Regions from separate parts of the Mus musculus genome. Here region 1 is linked to region 2. The links are chromatin contacts, called in public targeted proximity ligation maps. All regions are on one chromosome and are shown on one strand. The core of a region is the stretch at or near the end of the contact, and the rest is flanking DNA. Distances in the headings are between cores, read along the strand shown.

Region 1 (4,268 bases), core at 427-2,926, 520 kb after region 2:
TTATCATAGCCCAGATTGTTAACCTAATTTTGAGTTTACTGTGACTAAACTTTTTTTTCTAGTGTGTGTGCCTGTGCATGTGTGTAGGTATGTGGGCGTGCAAACACATATGTGTGGAGGTCTAAGGCTGATGTCTTCCTTGACTGTTCACTTACCTATTGAGACAGGGTCTCTTGATGACCCCTGAGCTTCTTGTGTTGGCTAGTCCAGCTAGCCAGCATTCTCCAGGGACTCCCTACCAATCCTCCAGCTTGCTAGGATTGTAGGCTGGCTACCACACCCACCAGACTTTGACACTGCTTCTGAGGCTCTCAGTTCTTGTTACTTGAAAACACTTTACCCACTGAGCCACCACCACAACCCCTGGTGATTAAATTTGTCAACTTGATTCTCCTGAAAGGTCACAACTAGGAGACTAGTAAAGGTGACTCATGATATATCTGTGGGGTCACATCCACAGAGAATCCCATACGTGGGGAAGACCTGTGCTGCATGTGGTTGGAACTGCGCCATCCTGTAGACTGAGTGATCCAGGCAAAGGAAAAGTGGGATAAGGACAGCCCTTGAGAATGGGCTTCTTCTCAAATGCATCCCTGCCCCCATGCTGTCTCCTTCCCTCCTTGTTGGAGGTGTCGGTCCACTCTACCATGCAATACTCTTCCTGCCGTGATCACGGACACTCTAACACTGAGCCAGAAGAAATGTCTCCCTCCTTGGGGTGTTTTGTGGGGTTTCTTGTCACAGAGAAGAGAAAGCCAATTAATTAACATATTAACAGAACATCTCTGTTGATCTTGGAACAAAACCCTGAGATGCTAGCAAGGACCTGCATCCTGCAATGATGTGGCAGTGCCTGCAGCTGCCCCCATCTAATAGAACTTGTGTACCACTGTTCGTTCTAACAGCCAGGGTCCTCCCAAGAGGAGATGGTGCGTGCTTCCTGCTCAGTTCTGTTTGTCCTATGAAAATTAACTTCCACATTATAACAGCTGCAGCAAACAGAGGAAGCAAGCATGCCCAGGATGTTCATCTGTAGAGACAGAAAGGAAGAAATGATCATATTGCTTGTTAAACCAGGACATGTGCTGAAATGATTAACTTACCAAGCAATTTAAAATTGGAATAGAAAAAATACAAAATATTTAGTCAAGATAAAATTTGAACAGGCTTTTCCTGCTGTTTCATTGGCCAAGAAATTTCTTAATTGTATCACTACTTACATACATACTCTATAGTAATACGCTAAGCAATACACTAGACTATATGAAGCTGGTGGTTTCATAGATTGTTTATGGAAGAATAAATTGGCACAATGAGGCATATATAGGATTTATAGCATGGAGGGCAGGCCACTTGTCCTCCAGTTTGCTCAAGTAATTCTGCTGCTCAAAAATCTCTCCAAGGAAATGCAAAATATAGAAGACACTGTAGGCACAAAAAGTTGTTCTCTCTCTCTCTGTATGTGTGTGAGAGAGAGAGAAAGAGAGAGACAGACAGACAGACAGACAGACAGAGAGACAGACAGAGAGACAGAGAGAGACAGAGTTAGATTGCTCAAGGTTAATGTCCCTGTTTAGAAATGCTATTCCAGGAATTTTCTTCTAAAGAAAAGAAGTAGAACAGAAGGGAAAGAACTTGCTTTAGTTACAACATCTCTGTCCCCAAACTGGAAATAACTTGTCTAGCAGAGTGAAAATAGATTAGTCATAGAGCTGTGTTGGTATTATAGGTTACCATCGGACCATGGAAATCTCAAGAACAAAATTACAGAGAAATACAAAAAAAATTGTTGAATGTCATCTTAAGTCTCTGTATGTTGGTAAGTTATTATGAAGTCAGCACACAATTTGCATCTATTACTTGTCCATTCTCATGGGACCCTATGGGGGCAGGGGGTTCAAGTCTTAGACAGAGGAGAAAATGCAGACAGTGTTGCTGAGCCAGGACTGAAATGTAAGCTCACAAATACCAAAGCCCAGAGGAGAGACCAATAGTGGTGGGTATGTGTGAGAGAAGGGGCGGGGGATGGTGGGGTAATGCGCAGGGCACCTTAGCACCATTTGGGGTACAGTGCCAAGCCAAAATAAACAACCAAGGTAAGAAAATGGCTGGAAAGGAGTGCCCTAGACTGTCAAGAGGGCTTTGTTCAAAAACAAGGTTCAAAAATATGACCCTTCTGGAGAATCATATGCATACAAAATTCCTTTTAAGACAGCTAGCTGTTGGGCTTTGTGCAAACTGTCATTTTTCTCTAGAGTATGTTTTCTAAAGCAGAATGGCCACTGAGATGCTGTGGTGTTCACAGACAACAAAAATACCTCCACGATGTTGTTATTAGCAAGATCGTTTCTTTACAAAATTTGGGGAAAATTCCTCCTTAAAATCCTTTTGTAAAGATCAGCAGTAGGGTGGGAGGTGGTGGGGCAAACAGCTTATATTTCATATTCCTTTCTTTTTTTTTTCCTTCTTTCACTTTGCTTTCAAGGCTGTGTAACAAGAATTATAGTAATAGTGAGTAGCTCTGCCCATGCCATGAGACTGTAAGCAATTTTTATTCTCACTGTATTTGAGAGGCAAGCACAATTTGAGTATTTTCAGCATAAAAACATTTAAACATTATTTTTTTAAAATATGTTTAAATTTTAGAATTTCACTGGGGTTTTGGCAAAATTTTATACATACAACTTGTGTTTCCCGCAATATCGAGCGCAGATTTCCACCTGTGTTTTTCTGAGACTCTGAAGAGAAACTAAAAGATAAGTTTGAGCAGACACTGGGCTTGCCAGCATCCTGCTGGCCTCAGGAGATGTCACAAGGGCCAGAGCACATACGCATGACTGAGCTGTGGCTGAGCATATGAACCACATGTGACAAGAGACAGTGTGAGCACCCCTTCTGACGACTGCTTGGGGAAGTTGTCTTCAAGAACCACCCCAGGGTAGAAAAGTCATGTGTAGGGAGTGCAAGGGTCCTTTCCCAAAACACAAAAACTTTTGTTCAATGTTCTCAGAATGAAGAGTCTTTAGAGTGTCATCCCCAGGTGACTGCGACATAGTGGAAGTGACTCTGTGAGGGCTGTTGGGAAAGCATGAAGGCCCTGAGGGACAGTTCAAAGCCAGTTCAACCAGAGCTTTTATTTTCTGACTGAGCATCTGAGTGACAGGGTAAGGCACTGGACCATCTCAGCAACATCCTTCTGTTTCAAGGGTATATGGGGTCCACCCACTCCCCGGGGCGTATTACATTCTATCTTGTGATTTGAATCCCCGACAGCTATGTGTCATGAAGAGTACAAAACGTTGTATTAGATATGTTTCACACTGGGGGGGTTCAAAGAAAACTAGAGAAATATACATCACAAGCTGGGAAAGTTGTATCAAAACTGAGATTGCATACAGTTGTATGTCCAATGAAGGGAGACGGGCTCCAAGGAATTCAAAACAGAAGGGAGCTCGTGATCAGAAGTAAGGTAAGAAGCAGCGAGGAACGGAGAAGTGCGCTGAGCCTGGATGCTTTCCGGTGACGTGTGGAGAACAAGAATCGAGACTTGCTCTCCAGGATTGGGACTCCAAAATCCACCCAGCTGTCCAACCACTCCCCGGGCCACTCAGGATGGTCACTGGCATAAATTCCAGAGAAGCGCCTCAGATATGCCTTGCTGAAGCAAGAGTTTCTCTTGTAGTTGTAGATTGTGAGGGCTTCTGAGGGACCCTGAAGACAACTCCCAGGGCGCAGTCAGGGCAGCAAGAGCCACTCAGGGTCCTTGGGGAAGTAGGCATTTTCCCATCAATTCCGTCTGTTACAGTGGTGCAGTCACCGCCCGCGGTACTTGCTGGAACTCAGGCCTGAGTGCTGAAGAAGAACAATGTAAACTTGCAAGAGTTCGAGGCCAGCCTGGTCTACAAAGTGTGTTCCAGGACAGCCAGGGCTATACAGAGAAACCATGTCTCGAAAAACCAAAACCAAACAAAAAAACCACGTGGTGTTTTATTTGACCTGCCTTTCTTATCATCTGCCAGTATGAGTATCCATCCACTTGTCCATAGCAAGACAAAAATCAGATAAGGTACAGAAGAGAGACTTAGGGGATGGGGTGGGACGATGCCTCTCTCTCCCTCTCTCTCTCTCTCTCTCTCTCTCTCTCTCTCTCTCTCTCTCTCTCTCTCAGCCCTTTAGGAAACTAGGTGCCTGCCTTTTATCTGCTTGTGACAGGGTTAGTGAAGGACCAAGGTGAAATTATGAGCTTGGCTTTTGAGGCACTAGCCAGG
Region 2 (3,907 bases), core at 521-3,020:
TAATATGGTAGACTCTGATTACAGTCTGACCTAGAAAGACCAAAGAGGGGTATGCTCATGACATCTGTAAATGCTGCTGTGTCTGGAAAGAAAGTCTTTAAATCACTGGTGAAAGTGGCATCATCAGATAATCTCAATGGCCACTTGTTCTGGCATTTATAAATAGAAAGGACTGTGAGCTGTGGGCTATGGTCTAATGTTCAAAGATATGGGTGGACAGGACTGTGGAAGATGGACATGATAAACCAGTTCTCAGTAGGAGGAAGTAGGACCTTCGAGAGTGGGAGTCTGGTACACCCATTGGAACAAGTCCTTCGATAAATAAAACAGTTATCACATTCCCACAACAACCTAAACACAGACTACCTCTCCCCTCATCAGATCAGCTAAGCTGTGAGGTTCTAAGAGGTCTAGGTGTGTTTAAATTTCTGAAGATCATTTTTCATTATAACATTCAGGCCAGACACTTGAAAGTGACTGTTTGTTCTTATAGTGTCCCCAAGTCTGCTAATTAAGGGCCCACTTCTACTTTCTAGTCGCACTTCTGAAATTCCATATTTTGTTTGCTGGGGCCTGAGTTTGCTGGCTTTTAAAATATAGATCAGATCAATTTACCCGACTTCATGAATAATCCTAAATTCTCTGGAATAAAAAACTGATTTCTTTGTTAATTACTTGTACGATGAAGGATGCCTTTAAAAAAAAATCAAAATAAATTAAACTGGTAATGTTGAATGATATGAGGTGAAATCTTTAATTTCTGCTTTGATGTAAGAGAGATCACTTGGCTTCTTGGGGGCTCCTTCCTCATCCTGAACACTTGAAATTGATACAGCCCAACTGAGAACTGTCAGCAAGATGGAACCAAAACCAGGACCCTCTCGTTTTTCCTTTCATTTCTACGCGCTCAGTGAAACCATAGAGTTTACTGATTACACAGCATCTCACTGGATCTCCATGCTGTATCCTCTTAGCATCCACTTCTAACTATGGCCTAAGCCCCCGTTTAACTGTGAGGCCACACTCCATGCCAGCCTTGGAGGACAGGAGAGCAAAACCAGAGGAATGGCTGACTCCTAAATGGGAACAGCAAGGTCATGGTCACGTGCCCCTGCCCCTCATTTAAGGAGGAGTTGGTGGGTTATCACAAAGTGTTTATTGTTAGATTGATTACCCTGTTGAAATGAGCAATCCAAAGCGATCCCTAGACGTGAGGGGACAATATCAAACGTGGAGCTTTAAAAATGTTATATTCCTTGGTTACTTTAAAAAAATAAATTCTTTCACAAATGAAAATCCTGCTTTAACCTAAGTCAGGATTGTTTTAAAGAAGCCAAGGAACATGTCGGTTTGGGAAAGAAAAATGAAAGGCGGAACAGATTGAACTGAGTTTAAAGGCTAAGAGATACAAGGGAGATAAATATGTGGTATCTTAGGGACAGAAGCACAGATCTGCCCCCCCAAACAATGTGTGTGCAGTAAGCAAAGGAGAACTTGGGGTGACGCGGTAGGTAGGCTCGCAGGTGTCTTACCGCCCGGATTTGGAGCTCCACCACCACCTCCATAGGCATCCTTCCCTGTGCACCGCAAAGATCCTTTGTGCTGAGCCTTGAACCAATTATTTCTTAGTTTACATCAAGGCAAGCGCTTTCCAGAAGCTTCCCTGACCCCCACCCCCTCCCCTTTGTTCCCCCATCAGTGCTCCCAGCCCAGGTCCCTCCCACCGGGACGGGTGTCTCACAAGCTTTGGAGTGTGAGCTTTCAGAAGGCTGAAGCGTCCGGTTGCCATGGACACTCAAACACTCAACCTTCTCCTCTGGAACTCCTGCGAGGCTGAGACGCAGGCGCATTTATGCTCTGCTGGGAACCCTACGTCTTCTCACCCTCCCTGGTGGTAGCCTGGCCCAGTGACTGTCTAAGGGTCCGGGAACCTGTCCACGGATGTTGGAAGTTTTTTTTTCTGTCTCTCCCTGGACACACTGTGGCCCCAATTATTGTGTTCAAATGTTTAACAGTTTCCATCCCCAAAGTACAATGTGATCATAGCTCCATTGTGTAATCATTTTTAGTGGCAAAGGGGCCCCAGACACTGGGATTCCTGTGACCATTTCTAGTTATCATAGTTGTCTGTCCCTTAGGGGACTCCTTGCTTATTAAATGTCTTGTTTCCTTCTTTGCCCCAGAAAGCATGTTCGCTGTCAATACATTGAGTAGTGTGCTAACTACAAATAGGTCATTTCTAAAGAGACTTAAGTTGGGAACCTCGGGTCAAGAAATCAGCTGTCAGTTCCTCTTCCCTGCACTGTTTAGCTTTCCTGGTAGTTTGAAGTGAGCATTGGATTGCACCATCCCCCAGGGGCTAGTTATTGTATTTGCCAAAACAGCAGTTACACTGTAGATCGGGCAGAAAAAGATTTCTTCACTGGCAAGAGAAATGACATTTTCCCATTATATGTTACTTAAAAAACAACAACAAAACAGCAAACAAAAGGAGAATGCGAGTGTTTTTTTTAGCCAATCAAAAATTCCCTGGAAGGTCTATGTCTCAAAAAAATGAAATAAGTAAAAACATAAAGATTCTTTTAAAATGAGGGCGGTACCATGTGGTTCCGTTGGTAATGTTTGCCTAGTGTTATTCATCAGAACAGAATAAATCTGTCTTTCATCCATGTCTGTACTGCTAGCACTAGGAAGGCAGAAGTGACAGAGTCGGAAATTCAAAATGAGCCTGGAATATTGTGGAGGTTGAGAATAGGTGTGTCCTTGTTGGAGGAAATGTGTCTGTGGGAGTAGATAATGAGACCCTTCTCCTAATAGTGCTTCTCCCTGGGCCAAGCATATTCAAACCACCACAAATAATCTAACGAGTTTGAGCGTCCGCCTGGACGCCATGAGACCCTGACTCAAAATAGAATTTTAAAGATTATCTTGTGACTTATTATTGATACTTTACGTTGAGGATCTCTGTAGTTGAAACAGTTACAGGGAGCTGTCCCTCAAAAGATACTGCTGACGATATTCCCTTCAGTAGCTATAGTTTATTTCTCTGTAAGGGAAACCTTGGGGTAATGAGGGACTCAGCATTTCATCTATACCCAGTTCCTAGTGCTCTCTTAGTACACAAAGATATATATACAGATGGTTCTCGGCTCTCTGGAAACCCGGAGCACAGACTCCTCACTACAGTTAGCTGCTACAAGACCTGTGATGATCTTCACAGGCAGGTCACCGGTGACAATACTAGTGTGACAAAACGAATTGGTAGCCAAGCTTCTAGAGGCAAAATAGAAGGGAGGAATCAGTTCTGATTGAAGATCTGCACAGAGGTGGGCGTGTCACATATGGTCACTCCATTGCCACAGCACTTCTCCGAGGACAGTGTGACCTGTATTTTACAGCCTCTTCCCCAAGGCTACATAACTCATCCCAACAGTCATGTCTGAGTCCAAGGGCCCTGCCACCTCCCTGCCTCCACAACGCAGAGATTATTGGTCCCTGGAAACACTGTCACATCTGCATACCCTGTTTCAGTCTTTCTACCTCTTGATATGACTAGACTCTCCTGACTCGTGATTTACCACACTCACCTTGATAGGGTAGCAGAATCCTGAATTCTTCTGAATTCCCTTGGACTACCTAGCCATTCTTTTTGTCTTTGTTTTCTCTCCTTTACCTAGCCAAGTATTATTTTTGTAACCCTTTGTTTAACTCACTGTCTTTTATTAAGGTGACACTCAATATATATACCAATTAACATGTCCACAAGTTTACATATGCCACCCAGGTGTCTCTTTAGGGTTATTTTTCATCTTGGACTCCCAGATGCCACGGAGATGTGGCATTGCTATATCCATAATGTCTCAAGCCCGTCTTGCAGTTCATCTCATCAATGATGTTGCCATCTTGG

What was found.
Region 1: a targeted proximity ligation map of microglia shows a contact between it and region 2, with 4 times the contacts expected there. A contact is called at or near these places in 2 of 39 promoter capture datasets (embryonic stem cells and hippocampal neurons), 13 of 484 Hi-C or Micro-C datasets (the AML12 cell line, brown adipocytes, cerebral cortex and 7 more), 5 of 130 datasets of targeted methods (bone marrow-derived dendritic cells, embryonic hindbrain, large pre-B cells and 2 more) and 2 of 9 other capture datasets (adipose tissue and liver).

The regions. Positions count from the first base shown.
Region 1 is chr19:29,483,820-29,488,087 of GRCm38.p6, forward strand. No RefSeq gene overlaps it. Among named protein-coding and RNA genes, the nearest start is that of A930007I19Rik, 36 kb to the right of the region's middle.
Region 2 is chr19:28,966,062-28,969,968 of GRCm38.p6, forward strand. 4430402I18Rik (RIKEN cDNA 4430402I18 gene) reads right to left here and starts at 1,771. Exons shown (of 14, transcript NM_001374140.1): 1 at 1,742-1,771; 2 at 1,533-1,608. The coding sequence starts at 1,571. Plpp6 (phospholipid phosphatase 6) reads left to right here. Exons shown (of 1, transcript NM_028922.3): 1 at 1-740.